Regions from separate parts of the Gossypium hirsutum genome. Here region 2 is linked to region 1. The links are chromatin contacts, called in public Hi-C maps. All regions are on one chromosome and are shown on one strand. Each heading gives the region's core, a stretch centred on a gene start, on an enhancer-like site or on the middle of the called end of the contact. The rest is flanking DNA. Distances are from core to core; before and after follow the strand shown. Region 1 has its middle 15 kb from the start of LOC121231824. Region 2 holds the start of LOC107956866.

Evidence for each region. Hi-C and Micro-C count contacts between places; a contact is called where the count stands out from the background.
Region 2: a Hi-C map of leaf shows a contact between it and region 1, with 2.7 times the contacts expected there. The contact joins the promoter of LOC107956866 here to the enhancer-like site in region 1. A contact is called at or near these places in 5 of 34 Hi-C or Micro-C datasets (all in leaf).

What each region holds. Positions count from the first base shown.
Region 1 is chrA07:92,757,659-92,765,081 of Gossypium_hirsutum_v2.1, reverse strand. No RefSeq gene overlaps it. Among protein-coding and RNA genes, the nearest start is that of LOC121231824, 15 kb to the left of the region's middle. Within about 2 kb of position 2,706, at least 3 of the 9 cell types and tissues checked have an H3K27ac peak or open chromatin away from gene starts, as enhancers often do. A contact at or near this core is called in leaf, where this site is marked.
Region 2 is chrA07:92,880,455-92,887,850 of Gossypium_hirsutum_v2.1, reverse strand. LOC107956866 reads left to right here and starts at 2,848. Exons shown (of 4, transcript XR_005929914.1): 1 at 2,848-3,044; 2 at 4,021-4,171; 3 at 4,886-4,961; 4 at 5,037-5,351. It overlaps LOC107955381 (a long non-coding RNA gene), which reads left to right. Exons shown (of 7, transcript XR_001699945.2): 4 at 277-352; 5 at 476-582; 6 at 990-1,357; 7 at 1,433-2,269. It overlaps LOC107955378 (ubiquitin-like-conjugating enzyme ATG10), which reads right to left. Exons shown (of 11, transcript XM_016891158.2): 9 at 7,292-7,396; 10 at 6,754-7,009; 11 at 6,189-6,663. LOC121203765 (glutamate receptor 1.3) reads right to left here. Exons shown (of 4, transcript XM_041074218.1): 2 at 7,292-7,396; 3 at 6,825-7,009; 4 at 6,334-6,663. The coding sequence ends at 6,334.

The DNA of each region.
Region 1 (7,423 bases), core at 1,457-3,956:
TCAGTGATCAATTTTATTGCAATGACATTTTCTTAATTTGTGTGATATTTCGTATATCAATAATTATAATCAAAACAGAAACCCGCTAGACAATAAAGTACTTTATTCTATACCTTGAGCAAAATACTCTTGCGAAAACTGTTCTTTTTATGTTCATATGCTTCTACAATAGATATCTCTAAAATCGAGAGGTCTATCCCATTATTTTTTAATTTTGATAGGTTTAAATATGTTAGAGGTTGTTTTTTTTTATATTTAAATTTATTCATTTTATTTTAATTTTAAGATATTGGGTCTACCTTTTTATTTTTTGTAATTATAAAAAGAGTAGAATAATTTTTTAGCCCTCAACATTTGTTTTTTTGTCAATTTAACCTTTATTCTTTAAAAGTGGAATGAAATTTATAGAAAAAAAAATAAATTTTTTATATCTTTTAATAAAAATACCCTAATAAAATTAAAATTAAAATAAATTTTCAAAAATTATGGAAGATAAAACTGTTCAAATTTAAAAAAAATATTTTTTTTTAAAATCATTCAAAAATTCTAAAATAATTTTAAAAATTGTTATGTACTTTTTGAATAGCAATATAATGTTTCCAAATTTTGAGTTATTCATTTAATTTATATTAAAATATGATCTGAACAAGTTTTTTAATTTAATTTAATTTAATTTAATTTCAATCAATTATATTAAAATCCAATTTAATATTAATTGAACAAAAAACTCAAATTTTGAAGAGAACTTATTATCATTCAATAAGTAAATAACATTTTTTAAAATTTTGAAACTTTTTTATATTTTTATATTTTTTTAAATTTCAAATTTATTTTTTAAAATTAAAAAATATATTTTTTAGGATTTCTTATTAAAAATATAAAAAAATTATAAAAAAAAAACATTTTGTTTTTATATACTTTTAAAAGTAAGGACTAAGTTGACAAAAATTGTAATTGTTGAGGACCTGTTATACCACCTCCGCTGGCAACTACATGTGTCACCATTGTCCGAACCTCACACTGAGTGGACCTCCAACATCGAATTACCTCGATTAGACCCATGTCTAATGAACCTAGACTATCATTGTTATGAATGCATAGAACATTGCGCCCATTGATTGCTAAGTCATCCTAATGTGTCACATCATTGACCAATAAGATCACATCGTCTTCTCTGCAAAAAGACAAGATATGACTTTCCCTCCATTGAGAACTCAATACATGGCGCGCCCTCCTTTTCATGTATATAAACCCTCACACATACAGAGAATACAAAAAAAAGGACCATAACCATCTCATTTTTCCTTCTTCCTCCTAGCCATTCTCACCACCATTCTAGCCATCAAGGTACAACGGCTTTCTGCCCTACCAGGGTGAACTGTCACATTTCCTTCTTCTCCTTGTTGATTCTTACTATCAATAAGGCTAAAAAAGTTAATTTAGCTTCTTCATATCTATAAAATGGGATGAAAGAATCAAGATTTTAAATAAAAAAGTAAAAAGACTCAATGTTTCAAAATTAAATTATAGAAACTAAATTTTAAATTTTAAAAGATTACAACATATTTAAACCTTTTTGAATCTATCAATTTCAAATCCCTATGCTTAAAAATAGAATAAATTCATACATAGATAAATAAAATTCAAATATGTTGTGATTAGGGTTAAGTGGTGCCCACAACTTGAAAAAAATCTACAATAAAAGAATGGTTTTAGATCTTGTAAAAATAATAAAATAAATATAAATAAAAGGGAAAATTAAATGTAATTAACAGTAATCCGAAATAATAAAGAATAAATCAATACATTAAGATTTCTAGCCTCAGGTATGATGTCAGCTTTGGTATCAAAATTGATTACAAATTCTAAATGTTTCTTTACTCAAAAATAAGATGGTTAGAGCGATGATAGGACGGATTCAAACCACCAATCTTTTCTTAATTTGTAAATTAATTACAAAAATAGCTCCACCATTAACTCTTGTCAGTCGAATAACTCTAAGTGACTGCTCCTAAAATTTAATTCACCACTACCCTTATGGATAAAGACTTGACTCTAATTAATCAAATTTAATGTACAATTCATTTAAATTAGATCACTTATTCTTACAATATAATTTGTTCTATTTATTAAAATAAAGAGATAATTGTGGATCTAAATATACTATTTATTTATTTATTATCTTAAAAAAAAAACAAGAGATCCTTCTTAAAATGGTATTAAAAAACAATAATAAAATACGGTCCTACCATTTTCATAAAACATAAAATGATCAAATATCAATGAAACACTTTAAATCTCACAGTTCTAATAAAACCTAGTTTCTATTTACCCTTGGTTAGAAAATAAAATAAAACTAGCTACTCATAACTAAGATAATGTCGAAAATATTATTAAACAATAAAAAAATTACTGAAAATTACCTCAATAAGATTTATCTTGACTTCTCTTCTATAAAAATAATACAAAATAATCTTAAATTAACTAAATCACCTAATATAAAAAAAATATCCTTTAAAGGAAATTTTCTAATACAAAATATCTACTAATCTTATGGTAGTTAACTTTGATAATAATAAAAAATGTATCCTTTTTCACTTCCCAAATTTCATCAAGTGCGCCAATGAAATATAGTGCTGTACCGGGCAATTGAGTCCAATCCCATAACTCTATGCAGCTCAAAACCAAGCCCAGCAAGTTATGAGCCAATTTAGACTCCACTTGGTAAATGAGTCCTATCCAAACCACCCTATCATCCAATCTAGTAATGGCTATAGCCACCTTCATGATTCCATTTAGCTCCTCTTTTAGAGACTCGGCCCAAAGTTTCCTCTCATCCAATTAAAAAAAATGTTATAAACTTATAAAATTTGATTCAATCAATTCATATCCTATCACAAGTTAATGAAATATTTATCTTGTTCTAGATTAATGAACCTATCGATTTTTTATTCAACCAATCGATCTGATTTAATTTTAAAAACACTAATTCTGATTGTATTTAGCTTTGTCTTCTTGGATAAATTCAGAAACCTTTGCATTTAACAACAAAGTCCCGCTTCTAGAGAATGGACTATGGTGATTAAGGATGTGCATGATTCAGTTAAAACTAAATTAATCAACCAAATTAAATTAGTTTGATTAATCAGTTTGTCACTGAAATTAATTAGATAAAAAATAGGGCTAAAGTTTTGTGAAAGTTTGGCTATCTATTACTTCCATTCAAAAACAAGAAATTAACTTAAATTTAATATATATAAGCCCAGAATATTGTATAAGCCCAATATATATCATATATCCATAAGCCCGTGTATATAAACAAGATGGACGTATAACTATTGATATAATGGATTAAAGAAAAATATATTTTGAAAAATAAAAAGGTAAATTACACTCAAAGTCACTAAACTATTAGTAAGTTTATATTTTGATCATTCAACTTCAAAAATTTATAAAATGATCACTAAACTATTCTAAAATTTTTATTTAAGTCATTGAATTGTCAAAATCATTAATATATGGCCTTCTATGTTTGTATCACCTGCACCAATCAAAAGCTCCCATTCTCCTTCTTTTCTATAATTCATTTTTTTTATGAAACAACTTTCAACATCACAAATTTACAAACTAAAATCCAAACAACTTTCTTCTTTGATCTTTAACACTAACTGTCAGATCGACTTGGATCTAAGATATGTTCTTCTACTCATCGATAGGTACTGATTCACTGTACTGATCATCGAACTATTGCTTGGAGTCCGCCAGCCAGACTATTTTTCAAAAAAACTTAATAGATTAGTGACTTAAATAAAAACTTTTAAATAGTTCGGTCACTTAAGTGAAAAGCTTTGAATAATTTAGTGATCATTTTGTAACTTTTTGAAGTTGAGTGACCTAAATATAAACATACTAATAATTTAGTGATATTAAATGTAGCTTACCCAAAATAAAATTAAAATAGAAACCAAACCAAACGAAAAAAAAAAACTAAAATTCTAGAACCTACACCCGTTTTGTTTTTGTACGTAATGATTTTTTTTTTCATTTTGTGTGTTCATTTTGTTATTAATTGTTTTTCTCTTCTTCGTTTTTTAACTTATTTGAGCTAAAAGAAAAGAAAAAGAATATTGTCATTGTATTTTTTTTTGGGTTATGTTTTAAATTTGTTTGAACTAAAAAGAAAAAAAAATTAATTAATTGATTGAATTAGTCGAAATTAATTCGATTCGATTAATAAATTTTGAAAAAGAAATCAGTTCAAAAAATAATTAAAAGATTTTAATATCTTAATTAATTTAAATAATGATAATTTAATTTAAATAATGTCCCAACTTATTGTTTGAACACCTCTTAAGAAAACATTCCATATACTAATGATGCACATTATCAGTTCTCAAATTAAAATCCAATATAATTTGTTTCAGAGCTGTATATACAATATTCCACACATGGGACAAATTGTCAACATTTCTACCCTAGAGGATATTACCATTGGAGAAATACTTTGCGTGTAGAACTTTGAAGCATAAAGTATAAGAGTAATGCAAAAGTGGCCACATTTGTGTTCCCAAAAGAGCAAGCAAGACCAAAGCTAAATATCTCAGAAACCCATACCTTCAGGGAATTGAATAGCCCTCCCTACCTTCTTTTTTTTTGGAACCATGATGAAAGTAATATAGAAGTCATGTACAAGTCCTGCTTATTCTATTAAAAATTAGGTAAGTTAAACTTTGTATCTTAAATAATTGGTCTTTTATGTTAAAATTTTTATTTATTTATACTGTTACAAATAGTTAATTGGTATAATAATTAGACAGTGACACGCGACATGCCTTGCATACTTCATGCTAACATATATGGACTAATTTTTAATAGTAAAAATAAATTATATTTTTAATAAAAGGACTAGTTTATTCATTGATCTAACATATAGGGACAAATTTATCCTCTTTTGAATAAAGAGAGCAAAATAGAATCTGACTCTTAATATAGGACCTCCACGGTATTTTTACCCTAATAGTTTTTGATAAGCAAAACAATATCTTCTGATGGTAGTGTTATATAAATATAAAATAAGTATGTATATTAATAAGAATAAGGGTAAGTTATAGTCATGATCACTTTAAAATAGGGTTTGTCCTATTTTAGTCATTCTAATTTTTTTTTCTCAATTTGGTATTCTAATTAAGATAATTGTTTGAACTAGTTACTATTGTTAAAAATTTTGTTAATCCACTAACAGATTATTAATGTGCACCTTAAAGAATTAATTGACGACATGTGACATTTTTTTTGACTAAACCTCTATGTAATTATTTCAAAATATTTTTTTCCTTTCTCTTCTTTCTATGCATTAAAAATGGAGAAACAGATTATTAATCTCAATGCATGCAAACAAACTCTCAAATGTTGATTTCACTATCAAAGAAGACAGCAATAGGCAAATGAATTCTTAAAAACAAGGTTCTTTTCCTTACAAATCTATTGATTTCCCCTTTTCCCTTATTTTCTTGGCAACCAAACAGAAAAGAGCCATGTAATCAAAGAAACCATACTGTAAATGTGTCGAATTTTCTTCGCAACCAAACAAAAAAAAGCCATGTAATTAAAGAAACCATATTGTAAACGCATTAAAAAATAAACTCTTTCAAATCACATAAACTTAAAATCCAAAAAATTGATTCATAGGAGATATTTTAAAATTCAAATTATCAATCAAATAAAAGATACACAGTTCCATATATAATCTTCAAACTCGATCGATTTTTTTCTTCAATCAATATATATTTACAAAGATCAAAACAAAGAATAATGATAACTATTGAAAAAAAATGGCATAGATCCGAAAATGGTGAGTTCTAGTTTTTTTCATTTTTTGAGGTGTAAAAAGAAGAGAGAAAAAAATGTGTTTTGAAATAATTACATAGAGGTCTGTAAATTTTAGTCAAAAGTAAAAAGAAAAAAAAAAGTGCCACATGTTGTCATTCTGTTAGTGAATTAACGAAAATTTTAATGACGGTAACTAATTCAGACAAATATCTTAATTAAAGAAACTAATTAGAGAAAATAATTTAGAGGGATCAAAATAGGACAAACCCTATTTTAAAATGACTTTGGGTATAATTTACTCTAAAATTAATAATAATTTTTTTTTCATTTTAACTTGTAGAAGTGTAACAATAGAATTATAGAATGATATTTAAAAAAAAAAGGGAAGAATTGTGTATTTTTTTATTTTTCCTTTTATATTTTAATCATATTAAGCAATTTACGAAGAAAATTATTTCTCAATATAAATTATTCCTTCCAAACAAAGCTTTAATGACAATTAAAAAAAATCTTATATGTCAAAAATATTTCTTAACAAAATATAAAAAAAAATCAATTAAACCCTTATTAATTTTATATCTAATCAAGCCTTTACCATTAATTAAAATATTCAATTAAGTTCATATGATAGCGGTTTCTGTTATTAACTACGTTGACATTTAAAATAAATTGATGAACTAATTAAATAGTGACACGTGGTAGCTTCTAATTTAATCTATTATTTTCCCCGTAAAAATTAGAAAAAAATATTAAAAATATAAAAATATTAAATATTAAAAATATGAAATTAATATAAACTTATAAATATTATAAAAATCCGATAAATTATAAAAAATTATAAAAAACATTTTAAAGTATTATAAAGATGTATTAAAATTCTATAAAAATCATAAAAATTATTTTAAAAAATCATAAAAATTGAACTAGACCAGATTAGTAGGTTGGACCGATTAGACTGGAATCAACAAGAGCAACAGTCAGGAAAAAGTCATTACATTAGTTGACTTGGGAACCAAATTTTATTTTTTAATGTTTTGTTTAATTGAACTGGATGAATCAATTGAATTGGCAAATCAAAGGCCTAATTGGTTCAATCATCGATTTAATTATGAAAATATTGGTTAGAGTATTTCATTCTGGCATATGCTAATAGTTGGATATCAAATTTTTGTTTGATAAAAATATTAAAAAAATAAAAAAAAATCAATTCAATTGCCTAGTTTTCAAGTCAACAATCTAATGATTTTCCCTATTTCGGTACCCTTGTAGATTTTAGGCTAATCGTTTTTGTTCAAGTTTTTATGATTTTTTTAGTACTTTTTATAAGTTTTATCAATTTTAATATTTTTTTATAAATTTTACAAATTTTATTATTTTTTAAGAATTTTAATTCTATTTTTATAATTTAAATATTTTTTTATTAATTTTTATAATTTTTATGATTTATTAGATTTTTCTATTTTTATAATATTTATAAGTTTTTATGTATTTTTATAATTTTAATAAGTTTATATTAATTTTAATATTTTTTTTATATTTTTTTGATTTTTATAAAATTTTTATGATTTTTTAATAATTTTTTATGGAAAAATTA
Region 2 (7,396 bases), core at 1,599-4,098, 120 kb before region 1:
TCATTCGTGGAGTTCATTTATTATCGCAAAATTCAGTTTTACACGCTGTACTAAGAACTTGTTTATTTTAAAGTTGTAAATTCCATGACAACTAAGAGTGTGTCATTAGTTTTAAGTTTCAACTGAGCTCTTAAATCTCCAACTGCAGTAGTTCTTTTGGCAATTATTTTTTCATCTTTTTTACTTTGCCCCCTCCTAAAAAGTAATAATAATAATTTGCATGATTTTGGTATATACTTGAATATCTTGAATATATTTTGTGTTTTCTACTTCAAGGTTTTTAACGGGGACTTCAAGCATTGATCAACATTTTCATTCAGCTACTTTCAAGAATAATATGTTATATATACCTGTAAGTGCCTTAATATATATCAACTCCCACTGCAGTTGTGCGTCTTTGTTGCTCATAATATTAGCATAGAGCCATCTACCAAAGCTTTTATGGGTTTATGGATTTGGCTGTAATCTAATACAGGAATTTAGATTGTGCGCCAATTGATGGTGTGCTGCTTCCTTACGAGGCTGGTGAAAGGCAAATTTGGAACAAATGGCTAACACAAGTTTTATCAACTAGTCAACCAGGTGAATTGCCTGTTGCATCTTGCATATGGTAGAAGAATATTAGGAGATTTGTGTTGCATATATAACATCTTAGACCACCTTGAAGATGCGAAATTATATATTTGACCCTGGACCTGCAAAGCTATGGATCTCTGCCCATAGGAAAAATAAGATGCTTGTGCAAAAAATAAAGACCAGAAAGCTTTGTTGGAGACTGGCCAGCTATGGCACATTATTCTTGTTAGTTACCATGACAAATTTAAAGAAATACTAGCTTCTTGGCAATGTTCTGTGCTATTCTCTTTTTGTATATATCCTTGTAGCATAATCATGATTTTGACTTGACTTTCTATTTTAATACATTTTAGTTTTTCTTAAACAATTTTTTAAAATTTTTATATTTTCATTTGTGTTTTTTCTTAATATAGTTATGTCAGGTTTTTCCCAATCAAGTGTTTCTTCCCAGAGTTCTTGAGGAACCAAAAGGCAATGGGTTTCAGAACAAGATGCTGCGTTGGTTGCTTGTATGGTCGACTTGCACAATGCTGGAACCTTTAATGCGGATACGGGATTCAAAGCTGGCTATTTAAATGAGTTAGAAAAAATGTTAGAAAAAGTTTTACCCAATGCCATGTTGAAGGCTAAACCTAATCTTGAATCGAGGATTAGGACATTGAAAATGGATTGGTCAATCATTTATGACATGCTTACTGGAAAAAACAATAGCGGCTTTGGTTGGGATGAGCATAGGCAGCTTGTTGTTGCTGAAGATGCGGTGTGGAACTCATATATAAATGTAAGAATTATTTCAAGTCTTTATTATCTCATTTTGACAAAATTTATATCTAATATGAATTTCTCATTTTTATAGAGTCATAAAGAAGCAGCTCAATTCAGACATCAGAGTTTCCCTTATTATGAACAACTTACTACCATCTACGCAAAAGATTGAGCCACTAGAAAAGATGCTCAAACAGCTGCTGATATTATTGGAAAAATAAATGCTGAGGATGTAGATGCTACAAATACTCATGAAGAAAGAAACGATTTTCATGGATCCGAAGCTAATGTTTCTTTGGATGACATGGATCTCTCAGCTACACAACCGCAACCAAAACCGCAACCAGCTAGAAATCAAGGTGATTCTGCATTTTCAAAGAAGAAAAAAAAGATTTCTGATGCAAGTGATTTTTCTACTTCTTTTAATGATGCTGCCGCTTTATTAGCGAAAAATATACGGATCGTTGGCCTTGAAATCAGTAAGAGTATTGCATCCGAAGTGGTAATTTAACAAAAGTCAGAAATGACCATTCAAGAAAGTGCTCTGAAATTATATCCAACATTATGTGAAGTGGAAGGTTTAACTGAGGATGAACGCTATCGAGCATTGAGCAAAATTCCAGATCATCCAATGCAAATGCTCATTTTCTTTAGTTTACCTTGTATTGTGCGATTGGAATGGGTCAGAAGATTTCTTGCTGACCATTAAAAATCATGGTTCTGTTGATATTTTGGTAATTTTTTGTGTTTGTAATATTTGGATGTTATAATGACATGATAGAATGTCATTACAATGATGTAACTTTTTGATGTTGTAAAATTTTAAAACATATGAATTATGACATATAAACTAATGAAATCATGTAACTTTTTGTTAATATATGAATATTATGCTTGAATGTGAAATATAATTATCAAGTTATTTATTATTTTTTAGCAATGAGTTATTTATTACTTTTAATATTTAATTATTTTTTATTGTAGAATGATTAAATTATTTGTTTCAGTAATGATATTTTAACACATTAAATATGTATTGCAGTTTAAAAATAATAAAGTAGATTATATATATTTTTATAGTATTATATATTTTGATTTTTTAATTCATATAATAATAATTATATTAAGAATGTTATTAAATTATATTTTTTATTAAATTATATTTAATAATAATTATGTTAAAATATGGTTAAACTATTTATTATTTTTATTAAATTATTTTTAATAATAATTTTATTAAAATTTAATAACAATAACAATAATCATCTACCCTAAAAATTTTTTGCTAAAGGTATTCTAGTCATTTTAGTTTTTTTTCTTATGCTATTACAACATCATTTCATTCAACCAAACACAATAATACTATTACAGTTCTATTCCATTCCCTTCAACCAAACAGTTGAATTACTTATTACAACTCTATTCTATTACAGCTCTATTCTATTACAGCTTTATTCAATTATAGCCTTATTCCATTACAGCCAACTAAACGTAGTCTAAGGGTATGTTCACTTGACTGTAATGACAATACATTACAGCCCAATTAGGTGGGCCTATCACCAAACGATTTTTTGGTTGGCTATAATAGTTATTACAGCCATATTCATTACGGGATTATTCAGCGTGAAAATGCATCAAACCATTCCATGCTCCCCCACTAAATGGTGATTCAGGGAATGGGTGGAATAGCAAATTAGAGAAAGGTTTGAATTTTACCCTCACCATTCTCCTCTCTTTCTCACAATCTGAAATCCCTAATCGCCAACTGATTTTTTTTTTCATTCTTCTTCCCTCCATTACTGTAAACTTCATTTCTTCTTCACTTAATTTAAAATTTTCTTTTTAATCTCATTTCCTCCTAACCCTAATAGTTCATTCATTGAAAAAAAAAGATTTGAAGTGTTTTTCAAGTCGTCTTGCAAGATCCAAGATTTGGTAAATTTTAATTCGAACTATCTATTTTTCAATGTTTCTTTTTCGATTGTAAAAGCAAATGTAGAATGCTGAGATTCCATTCTATTTGTATTAGATTGAAAAAAACTTACCCTTCTTTGATATTTGGGCTCTTCGTCTCTGTTTCCGGTAAAATTTTCTTTCTCTATTTTCTTCATTTTCTTAAATATTTCCTTTTTGATGTTTGGTTTTCTGTGAATTTGATGATACATTCTAGAAAAAGATCACTAACTCCGACAATAACAAATCATTTTATTTTTTAAACAAAAGGAAGAAACTTTATTTTTATAAGGCATGGAGTGACAATGTGATGTTGTTCTTGTGTGCGTGCTAGTTTTTGTTTGTTTGTTTAAGGTAGATAAAGGGAGCTTCAAATACCCAGATTAAAAATTACCAAAAAAATTATTAAAAAAATTATGGGAAAAAAGTGTAATTTGGGGATCCCAATGTTTAGAGATTTTGATGATTCTTATACGGAAAAATGGGAAAAAAATTTAGTTAATGTGCCAATTTGGTATTTAGCTTAAATTAATAAAATATGTTTGCTTCTTTGAATCTATTATCTAAGATTTTCTAGTTCTTTCTTCTAGAGGTGTATTGGATTTGTTGGTTTTTTATTCGATTTATCATTTTATTTGCATTGAATTTAAGATTCTTGCTTGAAAGTCCAATGCTGATTATGGATCTTACTTGTATTGAATTCGATTTAATTGCATATCATTGTAGGCCATGTTTCGTTTTTACTAGTGTTAAGGGAGTTCTTGGGGCTACCATTCACGGGTATCACGGGATTGGAGATTAAAGGTGGTGTTGCTGAAATCCAGAAGGACAGAAACACTCCTCTTGGGCCAAATGTTTTTCTTTTTCCCTTCCATCTGTAAATGCATACTATCTAACCTGCAACCTTTTTGTGCTGTTGTTTTTTTTCTCTGTTTATTATTATTTTTGGTTCAATGTTGTGTTCTTTACTTAAATTAAAACATCCAATGCTTCTCTCATTGATAACTTAGATCCTGGCTTAAAGGGCGTGATTAGAAACAAAAATACATGCACTCTCAAATATGATTTTGGTTGAAATTTTTACCATCTTAATCACAAACGTTTGCAATTTGCTAAAAATCAAGCCAACACGCAATACGTCTATTATGTTCTCCAAACTTGGAATAAACTCTTGTTGTGATTATGATACAATTAACCTTCCAGAAACCTTTATGATTGCTCATATTAGTGACAATAAAGAACTGTCCTTCTCTTTTTTTATGGAAAAAAGAAATGAATCTGATTTTACTTGCATGCTTTTCAGCTTGAAACCCTCACCCGTTTTCTATGTTTTTTTCTCCTAGTACTAATTGTATGCAATTCTGATATCCTTTGTGACATAAACATTCAAGATGGTTGCAATCAAATAGTTGTACGTAATGTGAAACTCCCTTCTTTTCAAAGAGATGGGAAAGGAAATCTTTGACTGCACATATAATACAACTTACATAATGTATTAATAATTTTGCCTCTATTGGTTATCAGATGAAATTAATTTTGCATGTTGCATATTACCATGCTATCTAAATTTAATATCTTTATCTTTTTCCAGGTCTTCACCATAAAGTATTCTCTAATATGCAAAATTTCATATTACAAGAAGCTTTATAGAGCATTCTCTATATTGGGTATAGTTTTTAGTTATAGTATGTATTTAATATTTAAAGATAAAGATATACACTGATTTCTATATGTAAAAGTAGGTTTCTCAACTTCCTAATGAAAAAGAGACAGTTTATGGAGCATTGGACAAATGGGTAGCTCGGGAGACTGAGTTTCCATTGATTGCAATTGCAAAAGCTTTACAAATTTCCAAGAAGAGGAGCCAGTGGTTGCATGTTATTCAAGTATTCAGTTTATTGGTATTCTTGCTTTGTATTTTTCAGCTTCTAAAAATTCATTGATGCAGGGAAGCTTTATATGTTCAATAATTTTCCATTAATATATATTATACTAAAATAGCCTTATGTTATCATATTTTATTCTATAAAATACTCTCGGTCAGCATTTTAAAGGAACCTTAATGCTATTCTTTGTGAATAGATACTTTCAATCAGTATTTTTTGTGAAGTTTGGCACATGTAAAAATGAAGTTGCATGAGAGTTTGTGATTACATATATTAAATCTATATTATTTATTTTTACTTTTACATGATATTCTTATATTATACACATCTAGCAGCATAAATAAATTAATAAAAATATGTTAAAAATATATATACAACATAACAATTTCATTAGTTCTTTTGTTGTATTTCAACATCTGTCTATGAGTAAAAATATTTGAGACAAGATATTCTTTAAATTGCTCTTTTAAATTATTCTTTAAGTAACATATAGATTATGATATATATGTTAAATTATTTGTTTTGTTAATAATATTCTAGCACATTAAATATGCATTATTAAAAATAATAAAGTAGGTTGTATATTATTTTTTTGTAATATTATATATTATTTTTATTAATTCATATATTAATTCATATTATTAAATCATGTATTATTATTGTTAAATTATATTTAATAATAAATTTATTAAAATAGGATTAAATTATGTATTATTGTTTTTATTAAATAATATTTAATAATATTATTATTAAAATTTAATAACAATAATCATCCTTTTAACAAAATTTTTAATAAGGATACCCTGATCATTTCAGCTTCTTTTCTTATCCTATTACAATTCTATTCCACTCAACCAAACAATTAAATTGCTATTACAGATCTATTCTATTATGATTATATTCCATTACAACTCTATTCCATTATACTGAACCAAACGTGGTATAACAAAATATATCTTCTAATTAGTAGGTGTTGTTATTCATCTCCCAAACTCAAAACTATGAATCTGCTGCAATTTCTCTATGTATATGTATTTATGTATGATCTTAACAGAAATTTTGTTTCGCTCTTCAACTCAGGGATTTGCTTCGTGACCTATATATAAATATAAATAGTAATACATTGCGGCTATAATAATTTTTCCAGACGAGCTCAACTTCGTTCTTTTTGTCTTCCTATTATTTTCACATTGAAGTACCCTTTTAAAGAGTCTACGCTACTGTTGAGTTGGATTTTGATGGATTGTCGTTTCTGAAATAGGCATACCACCAGAGCTGAAATTGAAGAGATTCCAGTGACAAGAAACAAACCCCCAAAGCTATGAATGTGTAGCCTATTGAAATTGCTTTCTGGGTCCAGAGTTGTAAAGCTTGATTCACTGTTAAACCATTTATTTTCCATCATTTCCAGCCTTTTTTCCTCTCTTAACCTCATAATTGAACTTGATATGTCTTGGACAAGTGGGGAACGTCTAGGGCAAACCTGCCATTAATAACATACAAACAAATCAACACCCATTGCTGCAAATCGATGAAAGATCAAAGTTAATAGGGTTTTTGAAAGGAATCTTACAAAACCAAAACCGCCTGTTATAGCCTTCAATTTGATCATGGCGTAATCAGAAGGTACTTGGCAAGGAATACTTTAAGGTATGGTATTTCATTAATAATAGCTGACACACCACCATTCTTACTTCCCCTTTTTAAAGCATCGGCATATTCTTCCGGAGAATGGTTTGCCCTTCGTCTACGAGTTTCAAATGTAAAGTTGCTAATATCACTTGGAACCCATACATCGTTGTCTCTTGAGCTCAATTGAATCTGTTTAACTGTTAACATGGAAGCCAAAGTTGCGGTGTAGCTTGAGGTTATTATAAGCACAATAAACACCCATATTATCACTACAAACTTCGACAAGTTGCTCAACAGCTTCTCCTCGGCAGTTCCAAATTATGGTAAAACAAAAATTACAGTTAGCTTAGCTCAATGTATGCATCAAACACAAACTCAACTCGAGATTAGCATCGAGTTTACCTAATAAGCTCGGTTCAATATATGGTTCTGTATGAATGAAACAGAAAGGTTATTTAAGTTGAACATAGAGTACTTACTGTGGGCAAATACAAGAGTTGAGAAAGAGTACCAAAAGATCATTCCTATTTGCTTAGATGGTGAGCCTTGGAACTCCTCGTTGATGGGACGTTCAATAAACCAAA